Linked DNA regions of Gossypium hirsutum: region 1 is linked to region 2. Evidence: chromatin contacts called from public Hi-C data. All regions are on one chromosome and are shown on one strand. Each heading gives the region's core, a stretch centred on a gene start, on an enhancer-like site or on the middle of the called end of the contact. The rest is flanking DNA. Distances are from core to core; before and after follow the strand shown.

Region 1 (6,791 bases), core at 2,765-5,264, 58 kb before region 2:
AACACTCCAAGTAGGACGCACTGTCAGCAAAAGTACTAAAAGTGCGTCTAGCTGAAAGTGTTTTCAGTGCCATGTTAGCTGGAAGTGCTTCTAGCTAGACATGTTTTCAATACTTTTGTTGACAGTGCATCCTACTTGGAGCGTTATCTCTTTACAAATTTCAACCCCCACTTGGGACAAAAAACCCATCATATATCCCGGGAATCCGAAAATATATTTTCAAAACTCATTTCATCAATATTAATGCACTATGATAAATTGGATTAAACTAGTATTAAAAATGTCCAAAAATTTAAAAACTAATATTACATCCCAAACGAGTACTCTGAGTTTCGATGAAAATACGAAGTTTTTAAATTTCGAATACAATAATAATTATTTAATATTTCAAAAACCCTAAACAACGCTACTTCAAAGACCGTAATCTTAAACCCTAAAACACAAATCCCCTAACCCTAAAATACAAAACCTTAACACCAAAAATATGCAGGAGAAAAACGCTTCTAGCTGGAAGCTTTTTTTAGTTGATTTGACAGAAAGCACAACCACTTAAGAGTGTTTTCTTGACACCACACTAAGAATAGTTCCAGCTGAAAGCATTTTACAGGCAATATACAGAAAACGCATCCACCTGAAGGTATTTTTCTGGATTTCACCTGAAAACGTGTCTACGTAGAAGCATTTTCGTAAAATCAGCCCACTCCTGTAATTCTTCCAAAAAATGGCCTAATCTGGTAAATTCCAAATTTTTTTGGCATTTATTGGTAATTTAGTCATTTGTTGAACCTCGATAGAAATTTTATTGTTAAGGCAAGTATTTTTTTTAAGTGATTATTGATGTGCCAAGGGAAGTGGCCACTTTCGCTGGCACATTGAGAAGCAATATAACTTAATTATTGGAGTTGAAATCTTTTCAACCAAATCAGTTGGGCAATGACTTAAATGGTTTTGTGAATGTGTGCTGACCCATTTTTGAAGATCCTTGTGGAGCTACAAATCTTTGAAGATGATGTCAGATCAAGCAATCAAATCCCTTACTTTGTAGAAATTTGATCAAGAGAATTAAAGACATATCTCTCAACAGCCCACGTTGCTTTGGACTTTATTAGTATATTATTTTTAGCTATTTTAGTTGTTATTTAATAGAGATTTGGATGGTAATTGATTATTAGTATATTAGTAAGTCTCGAACTTCTATGTATTTGGATGGTAAAACTTTTGTATTGTGGTTTTACAAACTAAATTTTAAAGGAGATAATTTAGTGGTAAGGCACTAGTCTTTGAATACAGAAGTGAGGATTTTAAATCGAATGTCTTAGAACTAGGATTATTAGTTGTATTAAGTTTAACAATAGTAAATTCTTCTCATTAAACTAAACTCCATAAATGTAAAGAAACTGAGTTACATAAACAATTTTGCCATCCTATATTTTTGTTCTATTTTTCGTAATGTTTATAGAAATACCCACTTCCTTTGATCGTGTTTTGTTTATTTCATGTATTTACTGATTCACGTCATAGACTATCATAATTGAGCTGGATTAAATCTAATTAATTCAAATCAAATTTCGATTTTTTATGAAAAATTCTTTTTGCAGCCTATTGTTAGCCATGGACATGGTGGAAGCTATAAAAACTTTAAACAATCAAAGGCCAAAAAGGAAAAGACAGAAGATGATTAAAGGGTGTACCCTAAAAAGCAACGCCACATGATTGGATACCTCAAATGTATAAGTGTCCATTGGCAGCCGCAGCTTTTTCTGTTTCAGCACCCTTCTCTGTTTTGTGTTAAAGTTAGCACCTATACAACCTTTCCACTTTTTTAATCCCAATCTTTTTTTTTTTTAGTTTTACCAAATAAAAACTTTTTTAAAAAATAAGTTATTTAATTAGTAGCTATAGACAGTAATTTAAATTCATAAAATTATTAATTTAATTTTTTCAATATTCAAGACTATATTTTTTAGAGAGGTTTATAGTTCAAATACGGTGTAATTATACTACAATTGTATAATTACAAATATAAATTCAAACAATTATAAAATAGAACTAAATTAATACAAAGTAAAAATAGTTAAAAATTAGAATAATCCAAAACTAAAATCGATTTATCAGACTTAAACTCATATATGACAGTAGCATATAGTGGAGTTAGAAATTCTCACACAAAAGTTATTCATGATGTTATGAGTGAATCGAATATCAACTCACTTGAAAGATTACTTTATTACTATAATAAGATTTAAACCTAAGACACCATGATCTTTAAAGCTTTATTTTAATCATTTCAAGTAAAAATCTTGTTTGATTTCATATAAATTTATTGCAACATATTTTTACACAAAATTTCACCCACAACATAAATTTATCATAATCTAATACATAAAAAAAAAGTAGTTGAAATGTATATAGAAAAAAGAGTAAGAAAAAATACCCCAGTAACAGCTCAAACCAACTTTTATTTCATCACTTCCAAAAAGCAAACTATCTTTTCTTTTGATTTTTATTTTATATTTCTCTAAATTTGTTTGCTTTTGTAGTACTATTTTGTTTTGGGGCAAAGTAGAAAAAAAGGGAAAAAAGAAAAACCAGGCAGTCCTCTTAAGCTTCTTTAGCTAAAAATGTTTGAGTGAAAAGCAGGGGTCACATGGAAAGGCTTATGTACAACCTTTTGTTTTTCTCCCAAAGCATTACCTGCCTTTTTCAGCTTGTGCTTACCATTTTCATGTACCATCTCTTCTCTCATCTCCTTCGTTTTTTTTTTCACACTTTCATATTCAATAATATGTTTTTAATTACTATATGAGACTTGAACTTAACAATTTTTATATATTAGAGTCTGAATTTTTTTAGTTAAATCAAGTCTTAAACTTGACAATCATTTTTACATTAAGACCTGAATTTGGTAACTTTGTCAATTTTAGAGCCTGAACTTTTTTTTGTTTAAATTAAACCTTGAACTTGTCAATTGTTCTTACATTAAGACTTGAATTTTAGGATTTTCAAATACTAATTTGAATAAAAAAAGTCTAGGTCCCAATGTGAGAACATTTGCCAAGTTTAGGCCTAACTTGAAAAAATAAATTCAAGCACTGATGTGAGATCAATTGCTAAATTCAAGATCTAACTTGAACAACAAGAAATTTAAATTCCAATATAAAAAAATTACCAAATTCAAATTCTAAAATATAATTTAATCCTTTAGTATAATATGAAAACATGATAGTTAAGTTTTTCAAATATAAATTATTTAAAAATATGTAAATGCAAAACTAATTTAATTTTATACCAATGTAAATTGATGTAATCTTTTTATTGATTTAATTTATATGACTAGTTGGTGGGTAAAAAACAGTAATAAAATATAGTAAATGATTAACCATTAGTGACATAGTTTTCAATGTAAATTTAAAAGGTAGTGAATTCAAGTTTTATAATTAAAAAAAAAGAAATAGATAAAATATTTTGATGTAAATTTTTTAATAATAATTTTGTTATAGAATTCGGTCATATTTGTTTTTTTGACACAATACATAAAATTATTCATAACCCTCCTAACTCATAAATAGGAAGATAATGCATTTTAATGCACTCAAACTCATTTCTTCCTGTATCAACAATATTATCAATACCAATTGAATTAAAACTCCATCAACATATTTTAATATAATTTTAAATTTTCATTCAGTTAAAATATCAGGTTATCCGAGATTTTAAAATGATGGCATATATTTAAACATAAACGTATATTTTTAATTTAAAAAATTATACATATTTTAGTTTAAAAAACATAAGTAAAGTAAGCCCCGGAGAAAGGTTATGGCCCTCTCCCTAAAATTTAATTTAAAATTTTCACTTGGAAAAATGGGTCCCATTTTGTGTATTGCTCCTTTAATCTTATCAGATAATAGAAGAGAAGGGCATGTGATGTGGGTCCCATCTTGTATGCATCAAAAGCTAGTCTTTTTCATCAACGATCACAATCAACTTAAAATTTTGGACCAAAGCTGGAAGACATTAGGAATATTGTGTTTAATCAATTATTTAGGAGAGCTCTATCCAAAACATTTTATTACGACTCTCCTTTTAGCCGTTTGATTGGTGACACGCGTAAAATCTCACATTTATATTTAAATATTTAAATAATTTTATAATACATTTTTCAAGTAATAAAACCTCAAACATTTCAAAATTATCACAAAAAGGATCCAATATTTATAGAAGGGTTCAAATGAAGTTAAAACTTTTTAAAATTATTAAATGGTCAAATTAAAGTGTTCAAATAACAACTTTTTATATATAGTATTTTAGGGTTTAAATTATATTTTTTCTTTTAAGTAATATCTCATTCAACAATTATGTATTTTAATTTATACATATTAACACTCATTTAATTTTTACTACAAAAATAATTTGAAGTGGGTAAAAAACTCTTATTTGAATATTTTTATAAAGATAAAATCCTTAAATGATCAAATTTAAAAATTTTAGCCCTTATATAAATAACCTATAAAAATATTCAACCCTAATTTGAACTTTTAACCTTAAGTAAAAATTTATATTTTTGTTGTTGTAAGAATGTAACCATCTATGGACCCATATTTATATAACAACAAAGAGCATGCTTTTATATGTCAAAAAATTTGCACCTCATTAATCCACATGGAATATAAAAACAATAGATGAGTTAACAATAAATTAACTTTAAAAATTTTAATAACTCACATAACTTGTTTTGAGCAATAAAAAAATTATTTTACTCGTTTTAAAAAGCTTTTATTTTTATTAGAATTTTACTCTTATTTTTAATATCAAGTTTGAATTTATACTAATCTTTTATTAATAATAGGATAAAAATCAAATCAAATAGAGAAAGCTAAACCAATAGAAAAAACGACCATCTTACAATAACCGTAACACTTAAAGGTTCAAAAACTAACCAAAAATAAATCACCTTAATCAATCACCAATAATTGCACCCTAATTCTACTATCAATAAAAGAACTTGACAATAAACTACTGTTAACGAAATAGCCACTCTTACATCTCAAAATGGCTTATCCTCCTTCCTATCATGTCAAAGTTTAACCTTGCATACACTATCATGGTACTTTATCATAACAAAGTCTTCCAATAACAATTCCCAATAAATTTGCCAACACTTCTACTTTGATAAATTCGATGTATGCATGAGAACACAGCTAAAAAAAAAAAAATTTAAACTAGATTTAAAATGAATGAAAAATTAAAACCACCACAATTTTAAGAGAAGGTAACGTGAATTAAAACTAGAACCACTACAGTTTTTAGAGAAAAGATAATGGATCTAAAAATTTAAAACAAAATCACAAAAAGCTCTTAAAGGGACCGCGACTGGCAACTAACCCAAAGATTAGTATCTTGGTTAACAAAACCAAATTTTGGTTTGAAAAAGATGGAGAGATTAAGACTTTGCAATGAGGAAAATATTACATATTTATTTTAAATGAATTAATGAGTAAAATGCATTTCTTTTTATTAATTATCAATTTGTAACACCCCAAACCCGACCTAGACGTTACGGCCAAATCTGACGATGTCACATGAAAGGGATTTTGAACACGTAGTCGTCACGATAAAGCCCCTTAATTATTAGTTTCTTATTTGATTAGAATCATCGTCAAACCGTTATTTACTTAGTTGATTTGCCTTAAAACGTGTTTTACAGTAAAAGCTTACGAAAAACCGTTTAATTCTAAAACCCAGTTCATTTTTGAAATTGTGAATTCAGAAAATATTTTGTCATGGCATGCAGTTAATAAACAAGCCAAAACCACCGTTAAAAATCATAACGTTCAGAGAGTCCCAAAAATTACAAACTCTCAAAATATAACCCAAAATATAAAATAAAGCCATAAACAGAAAACTTAAACAATTTTATGGAAAGGTGGTCGCCGTTGAGCCCTTGCTGCACCGATCCACCTAAGTCTATGGGTTACCTGTACAAAATAAACAGAAAAGGGTGAGTTTACGTAAACTCAATGTGTAAACCCGCAGAATTAAACATGCACACAGCAAGATAATCAAAATCAGAAATCAGATATTCTACCCCCATCCTCTACACACCATCTCCAACCATCACTGTACACTATGTGGGGTTTAAAACACCCACCCAGCCCTACAAATCATGTTGTACTGATGCGGCACATAAAAGATATAACACAGCCATGCTGCCAAATAATAGGCATACTGCCTTTCAGAACACTTCCTCCAATATACATCATCCCACCCCAATAACAACAATAGATACCAACATAGATATACAATTTAACATGCTCAACATGCTACTAACCAGATCTCAGTTAGTCATACAGATCAATAATCATACATGCACAATACTACCATGCTCAATCTAGGATATCAGTAAATAAATCATACAGTTTAGGGTTTTGTTAGCCCTTACCGACCCTACAGTAGGCCCACAGTCGTTTGGGCAACCCTAGGGGAAAATTCAGATAGATTGGCCCACATGCCCATATGGGTTGCCCGTGTGGCCCACACGCCCAGATTTGCCTTACCTGTATGGATCACACGCCCGAGTGGCGTGGTCGTATGTACGGCCTGGTCTTCGTCGATCATACAGTCGTGTCATTGCACACGGCCTACCACGCGGCCTACCACACAGCCGTGTGGCGTCAACAGTGGGGTTTTTTGGCTTTCGTCGAATCTTGTTTTTCTACGTTTCGGGTACACACCTAATATTGATTCACTGCGAAACCACTCCCAAGCCTTCCAAAACCTAAAAGTCGATA
Region 2 (6,673 bases), core at 4,041-6,540:
TAATCAAAAAACCCCAGAAGAGGTTCAGGTACCTGAAAATGGTGATAACAAAGAAATCTCAATAAGTTATGTTGCTTTAGGAAAAAGATAGAACCGAAAAAATATAGTTGTCGACAACAATTTTTATTATAATGTTGCTATTGAAATAACAAAAGAAAATGAGGATCTTGAGCCTAAATCCATTGAGTAATGTAGAAATAGAAAAGATTGGCCAAAATGGAAAGACGCAATTTAAGCAGAATTAAATTCACTTTCTAAACATGAGGTTTTTAGACCTATAGTCCAAACACCTAAATATGTAAAGCCAGTAGGATATAAATGGATATTTGTGCGAAAACAAAATGAGAAAAATGAAGTCGTAACATATAAATCACAATTTTCGCAAAGGCCCGGCATTGATTATGAAGAGACATATTCTCTTGTGGTGGATGCAATCACATTTAGATACCTTATTAGTCTGGCAATATATGAAAAACTTGACATGCGTCTAATGGATGTTGTTACAACCTATTTGTATGGTACACTTGATATTGAAATTTATATGAAAATCCCAAAAGGATTTAAAATCCCTGAAGGATATAGAGTTTCCCGAGAAAATTGCTCAATCAGGTTAAATAAAAGTTTATATGGATTAAAACAATCTGGACATATGTAGTACAATCGTCTTAGTGAATATTTGTTAAAAGAATGTTATAAAAATGATCCAATCTGCCCATGCGTTTTTATAAAAAGGTTTGAATCAAAATTTGTGATAATTGCTAATTATGTTAATGATCTAAATAATATTGGAACTCCTGAAGAGCTTCAAACTGTAGTAAATTATTTTAATAAAGAATTTGAGAAGAAAGATATTAGAAAAACAAAGTTTTGTCTTGGCCTATAGATCGAGCATTTAAAAGATGGAATTCATGTCCATAAGTCAACTTATATGAAAAAGATTTTAAATAAATTTTATATGGATAAAGCACATACATTGAGTACTCGATGGTTGTACAATTGTTAGATGTGAATAAAGATCAATGTCGTCCTTATAAGAATGATGAAGAGTTTCTTGGTCATGAAGTGCATATCTAAGTACCATACGAGCATTGATGTATCTTGCAAACAACACAAGACCTGATATAGCTTTTGTTGTAAACTTGTTAGCAAGATTTAGTTCTTCTCCAACACGTAGACATTGGAATGGAATTAAACATGTATTTAGATATCTTAGAGGGACCATTGATATGGGGTTATTTTATTCAAATGTTTTAAAATCTCTATTATTTAGTTATGCTGAAACTGGATATATCAGATCCACATAAAGGCCGATCTCAAACGGAATATTTATTTACATATGGAGGTACTATCATATCATGGCGTTCGACAAAGCAAACATTAGCTGCTGCCTCTTCAAATCATGCTGAAATAATTGTAATGCATGAGGCAAGCCGAGAGTGTGTTTGGCTAAGGTTATTAACCCAACATATCCAGAAGATATGTAATTTCCTTTACAGGAAAATATGCCAACTATCTTATACGAAGATAATGCAGCATGTATAGCTCAATTAAAGGGTGGTTATATCAAAGTTGATAGAACGAAACATATTTCACCAAAATTATTCTTTACTCCTGATCTTGAGAAGAAATGTGACATAGAAGTTCAACAAATTCGTTTTAGTGATAATTTAGCAGATCTTTTTACCAAGACATTACCAACTTCAACATTTGAAAGGCCACGAAACAAGATTGGATTGCGTCGACTCAAAGATATAACGTGATGTCACCATTAAGGGGAGTTAAAAACACGTTGTATTCTTTTCCTAGTAAAGGTTTTTAACGAGGCAACTTGTAATAAGAGACTGTGTACACTTTTTCCTTTATTAGGTTTTTATCCCATTGGGTTTTTCCTAATAAAGGTTTTTAATGAGGCACAATTTTCTCCAATGGATATCCAAGGGGGAGTGTTTTAAATATTACTTTATTATGGATGTTCATAACTCTCAAAGTTGTAACCTCCATTGTAGCAACCCCCAATGGAATTATGAGCGTTTTATATAGTAATTAAACCTCTATTTATTCTTTGTAACTTAAGGAGTTGTATTATGTTAGAAGGTCTATAAATAGAGGCATGTACAAGGCTTGTACAGATGCACAATAAATGAAATAAAAAGTTCTCTTGTTTATCTTCTATTGGATTACTTCTTTGTATTAATATTTTCTCTTTACTTTGTTCTTTCCTTTCATTATTTCATAACAATAATGACGTTGATATTTTTAAACATTTTTATATAACATGTTAATAAGAATTTACCTGATATTTAAAAATAAAAAATATTATAAAAATATTTTCATATAATATTCTTAAAATTTAATTTGATTTTTAAAGGGATGATGTAATTTTTGGTCTCTGAACTTAGCAAGTAAGTCCACATTGGCCCCTAAACTTTGTTTATCTACTTTGACTCCTGAACTTAAAAATAATTATTCATTTAAGTCCATTTTGGTAATAACTGTGAAAAAAGGGGACAATATGACTTTTGGCCCCTAAAGTTGACAAGTAGGCCTACATTGGCCCCTAAATTTGACAACTATGTTCACTTTGGTATTTATATTTTTTTTAGTCTATTTTGAACTTAAAAACTAGATCCATTTTGATCCTTTGAGATTGTACCGCATCATCACTTAAAAAATAAATAAAAATAAATCTAAAAGTTTAATGATGTGACATCATATAAAAAATAAATAAAAATTAGATGATGATGTAGTACAATCTCATAGTGTTATATTCAATATTTTAATAATCGAACTGATGGTTGAAAAGATTAGATCACTAGTTCTCGATTCAATTAGTTCGATTGGTTCAACTATCGGACCAATAGTAATTTAAAAAAATCATAAAAATATAAAAGCCATGTAAAACCAGTTTTATCTTTCTTTTTACTTTTTTTAGATTTTTAAGAAATTTTATTTATTTAATTATTATTGGTCTAACGATTGAACCAATCAAACTGATTGAATTGAGAACTGATGTCTAACCTATTCAATTATGGGTACAATTATTAAAATACTGAATATGACACTTAGAGATTGTACTATATTATCATCTAAAAAAATTATTTTTCAAACTTAGAGTGCCACATCACCTAACTTTTAGATTTTTCAAGTTTAAGGATCAAAATGGACAAAAAAAAGTAAATGTACCAAAGTGAACCTAAATGTCAAGTTCAGGGGTCAAATGTTACACTATTCCTTTTTTTTTATGGTCATCAACGGAATAAACTTAAAAAAATAATAGTTTTTAAACTCAAGGGTCAAAGTGGATTAAAAAAAAACTCAAAGGCCAATATAGACCTACTTACCGAATTTATGGATCAAAAGTTACATTATTTCATTTTTAAATAATCCTAATATTTTTTTGAATGTTTAAATAATACTAATAAATATATTAATTAAATGCCAACATTCCAACAAATTATATGATATTTTGCTTATTTGTCATTTTGCATCGTTCATCTAAAATTCTCTCTCTATATATATATTATGATAAGTACATAGACCCCATTGATCATCATCTCAATATTGGCCAAATCCGTCATTTTCGTCTTCTATCTCCAAGAATTTATATTGAAAAAGTGTAAAATTTTGAAAAAAGAAAAAAAAGGGAAAATATGATGATGATGGTGGTGGTGTTTATTTAATAGATACATCTATTTCATGGGTTAGTTTTTTAGCAATGAAAAAATTAAATATTAAAAATTCCATGTGGGTTTAATTTTTTATTTAAAAATGAAATGAAGGATATGCCCTACGCATGGAGCACTTAACACTCAATATATTCCATTTAGGATCAAACTTTTTAATTTTCTTAATTTCTCACTCTTAAATTAAAATGCCAACACGTACCTAATTTATTTATTTACTGATTTTGATAATAAGCTAATTTATTTATTTAAATTCAATATTAAGTACTAATTGACTTTAAACCTCATTAGACTTGCCTGATTAAGAATTTTATTTTGGGAGGTAGAGGATAAAAGAAGGATTAAAGCATGCACCCATTTCATGAGAATTCAACATATATATATTATTTTTCTTTTATTTTTTGTTTTCCAAAAAGAAAATTAAAATTAACTAAAAGTTGTATCAAAGTGGAAATCACCTAATTAGAATATAGATGTGGTTTTAAAAATAACCTATCATAAATAATGAAGCATATGGTTTGAAACTAATTAATAATAATACACGAAATATGTATAATATTTAAATAAAAAATTATATTGAATTGTGAGTAAAATGAAATTAAAACACATAAATACTCAAATTAAAAATACTAAAAGAATACAATTATTTATCATAGTGTTGTCATCAATCCTAAGTTGATGTTCAGTTAATTTGAGACACCAATTCAATCAACAATATTATTAATAAAATTAAAATAAAGCATCGGTTGAGTAATAAATTTGTGGTTTTCATATACCAATTGGCATAGAATCAAATTTCACCAAATGCATATATTGTTTATTTTTTATTAATAAAAAGGCTAAAATACCATCAAATAATATAACTTATTTTAAATACGAAAAGATATTTTGGTAGTTTCCCTAATCAAGTTTGTGCTTGGTTTACTTGTGACACCAACTCAGTAAGGGGTTTAAATAACAATATAGATATAACTTATTTTAAATATGAAAAAACATTTTGGTAATTTTTCTTATGGAGTTGGTGCCATGTTGACTTGTAACACCAACTCAATTAAGTGTTTAAATAATATTATAGATATAAAAGTATGCATAATAAGATTAAAATATATAAAAAGTAAAAATAAAGTATTAGTTGAATGATAAATTTAAAGTTTTATTAATATAATTGGTATGAGTTCAAATTTTATTATATGTATATATATTATATTTAAATAAAAAATACTAAAATAACTTCGAATAATATAATTTATTTTAAACACGAAACGAAATTACGAGAATTCCTCTAACCAAATTACAGCCTACACCTCTTAAATCACATCAATTTTGCAATTCACACGCTATAAATTCCAATTCAGCGGTCACAATTAATTTTACCAAAAAAAAATGATATCAAGAATAATATATATTTATTATTTATATTAGACTATATTGCAATGATTTAAATATATGTTGTATAAATAACAGTATTAAATTATATTTAATTTTTCGAAAAGAATAACCAAAAAAGAGAATATATATATATAATTAACGGTCAACTTTGAGGGGTGAGTGGCGTAGAAGAAGGCACAACCATTGACAGCGACATTGAGGGTTGATAGATTCGGGAAGTTGAATGCGACGTCGTCGTTTAGGACAAATTACTCTCGACAACGATGCTCACTTTAACCTCTCACTTTCTTTGACCTCAAATCAAATCCCACCACTTTCTTTTTATATACTGGTTACAAAAATAAAATTAATTATTTTTCATGTTTTATAACCAATTTTTTATAAAATTATTAAATAAAAAGATCAATACACCTTAATAAAAAATATAATTTGATTTTTATATGAAATACAAATTTAATATTTTCATAATTGAATTGATATTTAATTGATTCATAACATCAATCTAATAAAAGATTTAAAATAAATATAAATAATTTATTTTTACAAATAATATAAAATTCATTTTCACACAAAACTTTTGGTTGGCCTGGTTTTAGTGTCATGATCTACGAATAAATTCAATTAGAAGACAAAGTAGAAGATATATATATATGATAAAACTTGGCCTATAATTTTATTCAAATTAGAAAAAGAAAAATAATAAAGTAAAAACAAACCCTGAACTAGAAACAAAGGCCCATTAAAAACCCAATCCGTCCTACAATTCTAAAGCTTAAACGAGCCCAAACTTTAAAAAATACTCATTTCAAAACAAAACCCTAAAGAAACTACCCCGTAGCCAGTTTCCATTTCTGACGATCCCTCTTCTTCTTCAACAATTTGTCTCTTCAAGCTCTGAAAGATAACTGTCAACCACGTCAAAACTCTCAATTGATCCAAGGCATCTCTGAAATGAGCGATTTTACTCGCTATTTTAGTTACTCTTTTACTAAAGAAACTTTGGATCTCAAATGCCTTTCCATTTTCCTATCATTTTCTTCTCTTAAAAAATAGAAATACTCTTTCTTCAACCCCTCAAATCTATTGTTTCCTTGTATTCAAATTTGTAAAGTTCCTTAGATTTTACATAATCCCTTCAACTTCCTCCTCTTCCACCTTGTATGTCAACCTTGACGGCCCTAACTATCGAACTAAAAAGACCAGAAGCCAAATAAGTATTCTCGCTCTCGATCAAACCTTCTTTTGCAAGTATATGAGCCACTTTGTTTGTTTGTCTCCTTGCATGCTTAAATCTACAACTAACAAAGTTGCTTCTTAATCTTTTAGCATCTAAAATATAAACCCTGATTTCATATCTATCCTCTTCCTCACTTAGTATTTTTTTAATAATAGCTAACACGTCGCCATCAACTTCAACTCTTAAAAAGCCTGACTCTGCTTCGAATCTAACCGCCTAGACAAATGCGAGTGCCTCTGCTGTAAACGTCGTCGGTATATGCTCGTTATTGTAAGCTTTTACTTTTAAAATATTACCAAAAGAATTTCTGATGACGATTCCTGTACATGACTTTTTATTTTGTTTACCAAATGCAGCATCAAAG

What was found. Hi-C and Micro-C count contacts between places; a contact is called where the count stands out from the background.
Region 1: a contact with region 2 is called in a Hi-C map of leaf, with 1.6 times the contacts expected there. The contact joins two enhancer-like sites. A contact is called at or near these places in 3 of 34 Hi-C or Micro-C datasets (leaf and petal).

Annotation. Positions count from the first base shown.
Region 1 is chrA10:16,460,049-16,466,839 of Gossypium_hirsutum_v2.1, reverse strand. No RefSeq gene overlaps it. Among protein-coding and RNA genes, the nearest start is that of LOC121208249, 24 kb to the left of the region's middle. Within about 2 kb of position 4,014, at least 5 of the 9 cell types and tissues checked have an H3K27ac peak or open chromatin away from gene starts, as enhancers often do. A contact at or near this core is called in leaf, where this site is marked.
Region 2 is chrA10:16,402,983-16,409,655 of Gossypium_hirsutum_v2.1, reverse strand. No RefSeq gene overlaps it. Among protein-coding and RNA genes, the nearest start is that of LOC121208764, 14 kb to the right of the region's middle. Within about 2 kb of position 5,290, at least 3 of the 9 cell types and tissues checked have an H3K27ac peak or open chromatin away from gene starts, as enhancers often do. A contact at or near this core is called in leaf, where this site is marked.